2 separate regions of the Mus musculus genome follow, and region 2 is linked to region 1. A link is a contact called in public Hi-C data. All regions are on one chromosome and are shown on one strand. Each heading gives the region's core, a stretch centred on a gene start, on an enhancer-like site or on the middle of the called end of the contact. The rest is flanking DNA. Distances are from core to core; before and after follow the strand shown. Region 1 holds the start of Cdyl2 (chromodomain protein, Y chromosome-like 2). Region 2 overlaps Cdyl2 (chromodomain protein, Y chromosome-like 2).

Region 1 (4,928 bases), core at 1,001-3,500:
TGGCTCCCGGCCCCGTTAGGTGGCAAACTTCTTGACTAGGTGTTCAAGACCCTCCACGAGCTAACCTAACTGGCACTCACCATCCAAGATCACTTTGGGATCTTCTATTTCTCCTTCCACAGAACTGCCTGCTCCCTACCTTCCTTCCATCCTCAAATTCCTTCCCTGTGACTTACCAAGCTTCTTGTTCGATCTCAATAAAACATCCCGAGCGTGCTGTTCCTCAGCAAATACCCACGTCCCTAAGTCTCGCAAACCAGTCTAAAGTAGGGATTTTCATATCTTGTTCCCATTCCCAGGGAAAATTTGATCAGAACAACCAAGTTTAGAATATGCCCCTCCTCCTAGCCCCAAGTACTGATCATGTTTTTAAATTGGACTTAGCATACTATGTCAAACCCAGTTCCTTTCCTTCCCTCCCCGTCCGAATCCCATTCTCAGATGATGGGAGCATAACTGCTCGAACCGAGGCTTGTGCAGGTTTGTTTTGCCACCTATGGACTGAGAGGTACTTATTATTAGTCGTATCATTTAGAAGAGTGGTCATGGAGGAAAATACCAGTTACAAAGAGAGAATGAGCCCTAGGGCTGTGCCAATTCCTACCGTTTGTAAACCTGACATTTCTGTTTCTTTTCATGCCGCCACCATTTTCTCCTCACTCTCTTAATGCTGGATTCTCGCTTGAAGCTGGAGACACAATTTGTCGTTTTGACATAGTCCAACAAGAATCACTCACTCGGTTCTGGATCAGTCTCCACCAGCCACTGTGGTAAAAGTTTGTGGCAGTCAGATAAGTCCTTGTCGTGCCCCTCTGCAGCAGGAGAGGCCAGGGGTTAGATTAAGATACAACTTAGCTTTACTGAGTTCCCTGGGGGATGGACAGGCCACATCACCACGGGTACCTGGATCCTCCACGGTGCTGCTTGTATATGGCCACCCATTTGGAAAGGAGAGCAGGTGATCTGCCCACCGTGCTGCAAACAGCAAACGACCAAAGGAGGATATGGTTCATATTCATTACATATTTGAATGTAAAAAAATTGAAAAAAAAATGACGAGGTGGACAGACATTTGGAGCCTGAGTCCCTTGTGTCCTTCTCCAATGTCAGAACACTCACCCCGGGATTCTGAGAGAGTTGTACTATTTTAAAAAGAGAAGCCTTTAGGTACAAAGGTGACCATACATACAGGATGCTTTTAGGAGGAGATAACTTTTTAGAAAGAGGTAACTCTACCTCTGTAGCCCAGCAGTAGAGGGAACTCCTGTTGAGACATTGAAGGAACCCTTCCTCTCTTCCCTAATGCGCATCTCCTCTTCCCTCTGGGATTCAAAGTCCAGTGTGGGCAGGGTCTCACTGGTGGCTGCAGACACTTGTAGTTGGGTGGACTTTGGGAAATGTTTGTTGATTAACTGATTGGATAGTGAGGCAAGAGAGCTTCCAGGGGAGGCCATGTCTGGCTCTAAAACACTTCGCAGGGTTTAGTGGTGACTGCCACTGTCCTGGCTCTCCTTGGAGCCTGTGGACCAGCCACTTCCTCTCTCCTCTCCTTGAAAACTCATCCTGGAAGCAAGGGGGCCCCTCAGCTCCGAGGGGCCAGTTTTCCTAAGAACGTGCCCAGTCCCCTCCCCGGGAAGGAGAAGAGTGGGGTACTCTGGAGCTAGAAGCAGGACTGAAGAGGGGCTCCCTTGCCTGAGACCTGCAGGTTGATACCTGCCTCTTGGCCGCCCCTTCGCAGCCCGGGCAGGTCATTCCGGGTGGGCACCTGGCCGGGTACTCTGGGGGCCTCGCGGCTGCGCGCGCGGCCGGGCTCGGGAGCGGTACCCGGGCTCGGCCCTCGGTGGCCGCCGCCCCCTCCGCCCCGGGGGCCGGGCCGGGCTCCCGGGAGGCGGGGACTCGCCCAGTGGCAGCAGCGTCCGGGCGGGCGGCGGGCGCGGGGCGGCTTCCTGCAGGCGGCGCCGGGGCGAGCCGAGCGCTACAGTCACCGGCCTCGGGACACGGGGGCCCGGGCGCTCAGGGGGCCGCGTCCGAGGCTCAGGGCGCGCTGCGCAGCCGTCGGTCGCCCCTGCCCGCGCTCGCGTGTCGCCGCGATTGCCGCGGCCGCCGCCGGTTACGCCAGCCCCGCCGCCGCCCGCTCCGATTCTGCGCACAGGCGGCCCCCAAGCCTGTCATTCTGCAAAAACACAGTTTACTCAACACGCCGCACACACTCGCGCGCACACACTCTCACACACACTCACACACAGACACGCGCGCGCGCGCGCACGCAAACACACACACATACACCACACACTTATACACACGCACGCACACACGCGCTCACGCGCGCGCGCAACCCGGGCCCCCCGCGCGCACACGCACGGGAGCGCGCGAGCGAGCAAGACGCGCACACCCGGCGAGCCAAGTTCCGCAGCCTGGCATGGCTTCTGGGGACCTTTACGAGGTACGGAGAAGCCGGGGCGCGGGCGGCGCCGGGGAACCGGGCCTGGCCGAGCTGGTGTGAGCGTAGTCCTGAGCCCGCGGGTGGTGGCGCCGGGGATTGGAGGGCGGCTGGGGGACTCGAGGGTGGCGGCGGACCCGAGGGTGGCGGCGGGGACCGGAGGGTGGCGGGGGCCGGGCGCGCCTCCCGCCGCCGCCTCCCGCGGCGCCCGCTCCCTCTTTCTCTTTCTCTCGCGCACACACTCTCTTACTCCATCTACTTTGCGGCCTTGGAGAGGGGAAGGAGGAAGCCGGGCGGAGCCGGGGCGGAGGGAGGGAAGGTAGCGGTCCCGGGGAGGTGCTTGCTCAGCCCCGACGAGCCGCCCCGAGTGTGGAAAAAAAAAGTACAGGTTAAAAAAAAAATTAAGGAAAAAGAAAAAAAAAGTCGCCGGGCGTGCGAGGGAATGCGGGGGGGCCCGCGCTGCGGACGGCCCAATTTAGGGGTCTTGAGCCCCCGGGGGTGCGCGGGTGTGGGTTGGGTGGGTGATCAAAGCGGAGCCAGGTTCCTAGGAAGGGGAATGAAAAGGACAAGAGTGTTGGGGCACGGGGGAGGGGGTGCCCTGGGGACACCACTCTTGCAGTTCCACAGGGGCCACTGAGTGCCTGCCCCCTCCCCCCACCTGCTGCCTAGTGTCCCCCTTCTCTGGACTCTGAAGCTCTCCTGGCAAGGGCTTGGGGGTTGGTCGCCTCTGCTGGTGTCATGCTTCCTAGGGTGAAAGAGGGGCTGCAGAGGGACCCTCCAGGTGGAAGGGAAGCTGGCCTGAAACTTGTATGTGGGTGGTCAGACTTGTCAGAGGACATGGGTGTGAATCCAGTTCCCAGAACTCCACTGGCACACTAAGGGGGTCATACTTGTCTCTAAGGTCACACAGGTAGTAGTGGGCACTGGATATTTTGAAATCGGTTCAAAATGTTGAAAGAAGGCGTCCATCTGTCATCTTTTGGACAAGAAATACCCACGGTCCCTGGGGAGAGAGGGCTTAGCTGGCCTCGGGACCACAACAGTTCTTGAGTGGGATTTGGACTCCTGGACAAATAAGAAGCCACCACTGATCCCAGGGGGAGTATGCCCTTCAAGAGGTGTTTGTTCTCACGAAAAGGGTCTGAATAAAGAAGCCAAAGGGCCTGGCCACCTTCTCCCAGGAGGCCTGCAGATACTGCAAGAAACCAGTGTCACACGGGTCAGGTTGAGTTTCCCACCCCTTTCCTCCAGTATGAACCAGCCACTACGGTTGGCTGTCATTCCGAAGGTTGTCTAAATTTCCATGCAGTCGTGGAACAGGTCGAGTTAGCATTTTGGGTTAAGAGACTGCAGTCGTAGTTCATCAACTGTAAGCTTTGTTCCCGGGGTCTTCCTGGAAGCCCAGGCTTCTCAGGAAGAAGGTTTACTGACTGGTGTGAGTGGAGAGTGGAGGACAGGCAGGTAGGCATCTCAGCTTCCTATGTATCCAGAGCTTTCTGGGTGATTCTGAGCTTGGTGGGGCCCGGTGATGGGTGACAAGCCATCAGGCTCAGGTGGGGCCCACGTTTTTAAAAAATGATATAAGTTGCCCTCTTCTTTATCCTATGGCCTTCCTTCTCTTTGTGCTGATGGAGAAGCCAGGGAGGGAGAGGAAATTGATGAGAAACTGACAGGATGTAGTACTCCGGGCCACCCAAACTCATCCATCTTTCCCCAAGATGGCAGAGCAGTCTCTGAAACCAAAAAGTTAAAACATAGTGAAACGAAAACCTTTGACCAAGTCCCCTGGACCCTGGCAGAAAGTGGATGCCATTTAGGAACAAAGCCAATCTTGTTGAGGTCATGGGATTTTTCTCACTGATGGTGAGTTGTCTCAGAGCAGCTGACATTGCTTGGGTGACAAGTGGCCTTGTTGAAGACATGAAGTGGACATCACAGGAAGACGTCAGTGCGTCCCCATTTAAAGTCTGAAACTTACAAACCTCCTGGGGATAATTTCTTGTTTAATGTTCACCTGAAACTGCCATTCTTAACCTTGGTAATTACAGTCCCCAGATGAAGATGGGAGTTTCCGCAATGGCCTTGAACTATCTCAGCAACTCAAAAGTGCTTATTGAAGTTCAATAAGCAGGACAATAATAACAATTACTTCTGTGGTGGTAGGTAATTGTGTGAGATCTAAAATGGTTTTCCTGTGGCTGATTATTTGCACAGCCATTACTAGAAGGGCTAAACTGTATTATGAGAATATAACCAACGTCAACATTTTTATAGCCCATGCCTCCATTACATAACATACACCGAGGGACTCAATTGGTTGTTAGAGTTTAACTTAAAAACAAGAAGCGCCAGGTGTGCCTCAGTCCATATTTTTTTTTCTAACTGTCAAATTGCCATATGCATTAAAAATAGCCCATTGATTAAAAATAAATAGATCTGGGCATATTCAGTGCTGTTACTAACCTTAAAAGAAATAAAAAAAAGACAT
Region 2 (5,162 bases), core at 945-3,444, 150 kb after region 1:
TTCCCCTGTGGTAGCATGACGAGGAGAGCAAGATATTCACAATCTGGGCTTCACTATTCCCTCTGAGGAATGAGAACTTTCAGGTGGCCTGTCATTTATTGCTCACCTGGAGAGAATTCTAGACTGGCAGATCCTGAATCTTGTGGATAATACACAGCAGACTGTGAACTTGGTCATGTCTACATGCTAAAGCATGCTGACCATGGGCCACCTATGACCCCTGCAAGGGTCTAGGGAGATAAAACAAGAGAAAATTTTAACTGAGACAACTAGAGGCTTATATAGCTCACCAACGCTGTGCAGAGGACCACTTTCCCATGCTTTTTAAGGGGTTCAACCAGCAAATAACCTAAAGTTGGCTAACAGAAGTTCATAGAGACAGATCAAGTTCACACCAGGCTCCCAGGACTTCCATGTTGATCCTTCCGCTTTCACTGAGGGTGGTGTGGGAAGGTTTTGGTTCAGTGAAGTTTCTTTCCCCGGGGATGGACGTGTGCTTCCATTCAGGGGAAGTCTCTCAGACATTCAAAGCTCTGCGAACTCACCTCTGCCTGCAGATCATGAAGGAAGTCCGGCGAGCCCTGTGCAACGCGGCCACAGATGACAGCAAGCTACTGCTGCTCAGTGCCGTGGGCAGTGTGTTCTGCAGCGGACTAGACTATTCCTACCTGATCGGCCGGCTGTCCAGCGACCGGAGAAAGGAGAGCACTCGAATCGCAGAAGCTATCAGGTGAGTCCGACCTCTCTCTGAATGAACGCTTTGGGGAGCCTGCCAACGGTGACCAAATTTAGCCAGTTAAAAGTACAGGCTGCCCAGCTGTAAACGTACATCAAACAATGTGCGATTTTATTTTTAGTGTGAGTATATCCTCGGCACCATTTAGGACACCAGGACATACTTACATTTTAAAATTACCGTTGATTTATCTGAAGTTTGACTCTTTTTGATGCCAGGGATCAAACCCAGGGTCTTGTACATGTTGGACAAATAAATGTTCTACCGTTCAGCTCCGTTTCCATCTCTGAACTGTGGACACGAGCTGGCCAGCCGACGTTTTGTCTGTGGCCCCATGGCAGGCTTTGCTCTCCATAGGTTGCATTTCATGCCCGCCTCCCCTTTTTGTTTTTTGTTTTTTTAAAAAGACATACCTATTTTTCCCATTATGGCCTGCATTGGCAATGCCTGTGATACTTTCTGATTCCACCTTCTGCCTGGTAGTATGGTCTTTGATTATGTAGCCATTTCTGTGTCCTGGACCTGATGTGACTCAATTACTAGGGAGAGAGTGAAGATACTATATATACATCTATGGCATTGGTAGACAGGGTGGGTCTAGAGTGCCCCTTTCAAAGTCTGTGGGTCAGATGTGTGAGGTCTTAAACACAGGATAATTGTCTATTTGTTATTTCATTTTCATGTGTGTAGGTAGGTGCACGTGTATATGTGTGGGTACATGTGTGCATGCACAGTGGTCAGAGGTCAACCTCAGATGTTCTTTCTCAGGCGCTGCCACGGTCTCTCACTGGCCCAGTACTTGCCCAGCAGGCTAAGCTGACTGGCCAGTGAGCCCCAGCCCCACCTGTCACCACCTCCCCAGCTCTGGGATTACAAGCAAGCATCTGCCAAAAAAGCTCTGCCTTTTTTTTTTTTTTTTAAAACACATGGGTCCCCATGCTTGTAAAGCTAGCACTTTTTTTTTAAACCCACTGAGCTGTTTCCCTAGCCCCTCCCACTTATTCATAACAAAAGCAAATGAATGAACTCTCCAGCCAGGTCATTTAGCTGCTTGATAGAGGCCACTCATGAGCCTCTCTCTGGGAGACTTGCCCTTGTGCCTTCCTCAAGGGATGAGACACAGCTGAGTCACAGCCCATGGTCTCAAGACCAGGGATGTTTACTCCACGCGGAGTCTCGGAGCCTCAGGCTGCCGACTGCTCAGGGTCTCTCAGTCCTGTGGATGGTTCCAGCAGAGGCTGACTTCCGTGCGGTCACTCAGGGAATCAGAGGATGCGGTGGATAGCGCGAGGACGTTCCTTTGTGTGAATTCCAGGCCCGACTTTGTATGAAGTGTTGCTCAGGAATGCCTGTGTGCTTCCCCATGCAGCATCCTCCTCCTCAGGAGAGAACTAAGAAGCCTGGACCCCTTCCTGCGGGGAGAGGGGGGTGTTGACGTCACTTCCTGTTTTCAGGGCGCAGCCAGCTCCTGCCTGTGAACCCTGCAGTTTCTGCCTTGTTTGAGCTCAGCTGTGTCTTCTCAGTGCTGGCTTTGCATGAGTTGAAAGAGCAGCAAAGGCACTAGACTGATTCCCTCTTTATCGACGGGGCCACCAGAGCATACCCCAGGGACCGAAGAACCCACCGTGACCCTAGAAAGCCTAGCCCACAGTCTGCACCTGGTTACCGATCCCACTACAGGTGCTTGTGGTATCTCCAGCCCAGGCAAACATTTAAGATCCAGCCCAGGGTTCTCCTTCATGCAGGAAGAGCTAACTAGCACTTGGACTTCTTGTCCTCAGAGAGATAGAAAACACTTCCTAATCTATTCAATCCATGAAGCTGAGTTAATTCTTAATGGAATGGAGAATGGACCTGAAGTAGCCTCTAAGTGGGAGGTGATGGTATGTGGCTGGGAGTGACACAGGAAAAGGCGTGACACGTGAAATAGGAAAGGGGATGTGACAGAGACTCAAGTAAAGCAGCTGCCAGCCATGGAGCACCCAAGAAGGCTGGCACCATCAGCAGGTGAGGGGGGAGCTCTGGAAAGCTCCTGCCTCAGTACTCAGAGTAGACCAGGACCTGGAATGTGGACTTCTTGTCTCCAAGTGCACTACAGAATAAACTTCTGTTGTTTTGAACCACGGTTTGTGGTCACTGTCATAGAAGCCTTAAGTTTTTAAGGAAGGCATTAACACTCAGAATGCCCCCGACCTTCTGGGCTCATCCCATCCTTCACTAGAGCATACACGGGCACACACACACAGACACACACACACACACACACCACAAACACAAGTTATTACCTTTATGTTTGGGACTGCCGTTCTGCCAGCCACAACTGTGGAGTAGGCTTTTAGAGATCTTTCTGAGCTTCAGATGACAGTTGCCATGTGTGGTCTGGTGCTCGTAGACCCTGGACAGCCTGGCATAGCTCTAGCTGTCCTGGCTCTGGTTAAAGGGAATGAGTGCCAGGGTCACAAGGGAAGTAACAATTGCTTCAGGCGACACAGTGACGTCCCCAGTGGTAGCATTTTGCTTGAATTTTCTCTGGGATAGAAGAATGGACCACAGACTACCATGAATTAGATGAGAGCTGCATATAGAAACAGAGGCCTGGTCATAGAAGCCTGACCCATTATTCCTCATATGCTGGGCACTTGCTACTCTTGTTGAATTCTCATTTATCAACATGAGTACCCGGCATTGGCCTTCCTATTGTATAGAGGGAGAAAAACGAATCTCTAGAGCCCAGGCAGCTTGTCTAAGATCTGGCTGTTAGTGAGGGACAGAGTTGAGATTTGACTTTAACTGTCAGACTCCTTTGATGTTCCACACCACTTTCAAGCGTCCCATCTGCCTGGTCAGGCTACAGGCACAGGGCTTGAGCTGAGCAGAGGGAGCTATCTGCAAAAGACCAGAGTCAGTCTCACAGTCGTGGACGTGGACGCTGGGGGAAATACAGAGCAGTCCTCTGAGCCCAGCCCAGCCCTGCCACTGAAGCGGGATCAGATATCTGAGCCTCAGGTCTGTAATGCAATATCCTGTTGGCTGTTTGGCTTGTGCATCCTCGGGGGCCTTGTGATAGAGATCTCACACCTGAGGTAAGAGAAAAAGGATGGGTGGGGGGGTGGTCCACACATCACATTTACATCAGAACGGTGAAACTGGAGCAGCTGGTGCTGGAAGGCCAGGGCTGTATGGGCTTCAAACCTATCACCTCTTCAGGGTCCCAAGTACCCATACACAGAACAAAAGTCTCTGGGTCCTGATGTGGAAGCCTCTGGGAGGGATGGGGTGTGCAGTAGGTTACTGAATGGGCTCATGGGAGTCATGAGGACATCAGCAATATCTGCCTGAGGCCCACAGCATGGAGGCCGGTTTCATAGTCATGGACTTTCCGTAGCTGAGAGCATCTGACGAATCTGGGTCAGTGTGTCAGGAAGGGCTGTGCCGATGCCCTTGGTATCCCCAGAGGGAGTGTCGACTGAGAGGAAGGGGTGGTTTCAGGAGTCTAGGAAGTCTTGCTGTGTCTCAGATCCTAGATTTTAGATCCTAGATTTTAGATTTGTACAGAGGTTCTTAGAAAAGGGATGTCTGATGAAATCCACCCAGCTCTTGGCTTCCCTGGACTATCCATGAGAGTTCCATATTCTTAATAGGCTCAAGCTGCAGCGGTAAAAATAAGCCAGTGATCTAACCTAAAACCCAGCCACAGAGGGAAGGGAGAATCCAGGAGATGGCCACTGCAAAACCAGTCGCCAGAGGGGGATGGTATTGGAATTCTCTCTTTGAAGCAGGGCTGTGACTACAGTGAATCGATCATCATGGTCAGTGTGACATGCAAAATGAGGTCAAAGCTGAGTACCTCCTAATAGCTTATATAGAGAGATCTTACGGTCCCCCTACCTTAGCAGAGTATAAAACAGTCTTTCCTACAGGAGAAGCTGACTCCAGCTTATTGCTGTTGTCCTTGTCCCTTTTGATAAATGCTAGCAGGGGAAACATTGTCAACAGACAGTATTGACGCAGTTCCATGTCTGTATTAGTTAAGCATTAGCTGCTATAACAAATAAACTCCCAATCTCTAATGGCCCGGTTTTGATCAGTGTTAGGAGGGGCATTATCAACAGAATGTATTGACTCAGCTCCTTGTGTATATTAGTTAAGCATTCTGATAGAATAAATAAATTCCTAATATATAATGGTTCAGCGAGACCAGAAAATTTTCTTCTTGTGCCTGGAAAAGTAAATAAATTACCATCCATTCCTGGCCGTCCTCTGAACAGTGGTATAAGAATCTAAACCCTTCTATCTTGTGTTCCAGTGGTGTCCTTCAGTTAGATGGCAGGGCTTGGAGATTTGCATGGCGGTGGCGGGGGTGGGGGGGGAGCTTAGCTCACTTGGCAAGGGTATATGTGCTCTATACTCATGGCCAGACCTTGGT

The links. A called contact is a pair of places that touch in the nucleus more often than the background predicts.
Region 2: a Hi-C map of double positive thymocytes shows a contact between it and region 1, with 2.0 times the contacts expected there. The contact joins the enhancer-like site here to the promoter of Cdyl2 in region 1. A contact is called at or near these places in 3 of 39 promoter capture datasets (embryonic stem cells, liver and pre-B cells), 1 of 15 datasets of contacts at CTCF or cohesin (CD8 T cells), 6 of 484 Hi-C or Micro-C datasets (CD4 T cells, CD8 T cells, double positive thymocytes and 2 more), 11 of 115 datasets of contacts at active chromatin or transcription factors (the SCID.adh cell line, T-cell acute lymphoblastic leukemia, bone marrow-derived macrophages and 8 more) and 3 of 9 other capture datasets (adipose tissue, liver and macrophages).

What each region holds. Positions count from the first base shown.
Region 1 is chr8:116,730,313-116,735,240 of GRCm38.p6, reverse strand. Cdyl2 (chromodomain protein, Y chromosome-like 2) reads left to right here and starts at 2,250. Exons shown (of 7, transcript NM_029441.3): 1 at 2,250-2,443. The coding sequence starts at 2,420.
Region 2 is chr8:116,584,818-116,589,979 of GRCm38.p6, reverse strand. It overlaps Cdyl2 (chromodomain protein, Y chromosome-like 2), which reads left to right. Exons shown (of 7, transcript NM_029441.3): 4 at 558-730. Among named protein-coding and RNA genes, the nearest start is that of Gm31367, 19 kb to the left of the region's middle. Within about 2 kb of position 2,194, at least 98 of the 459 cell types and tissues checked have an H3K27ac peak or open chromatin away from gene starts, as enhancers often do. A contact at or near this core is called in CD8 T cells, the SCID.adh cell line, T-cell acute lymphoblastic leukemia and 6 more, where this site is marked.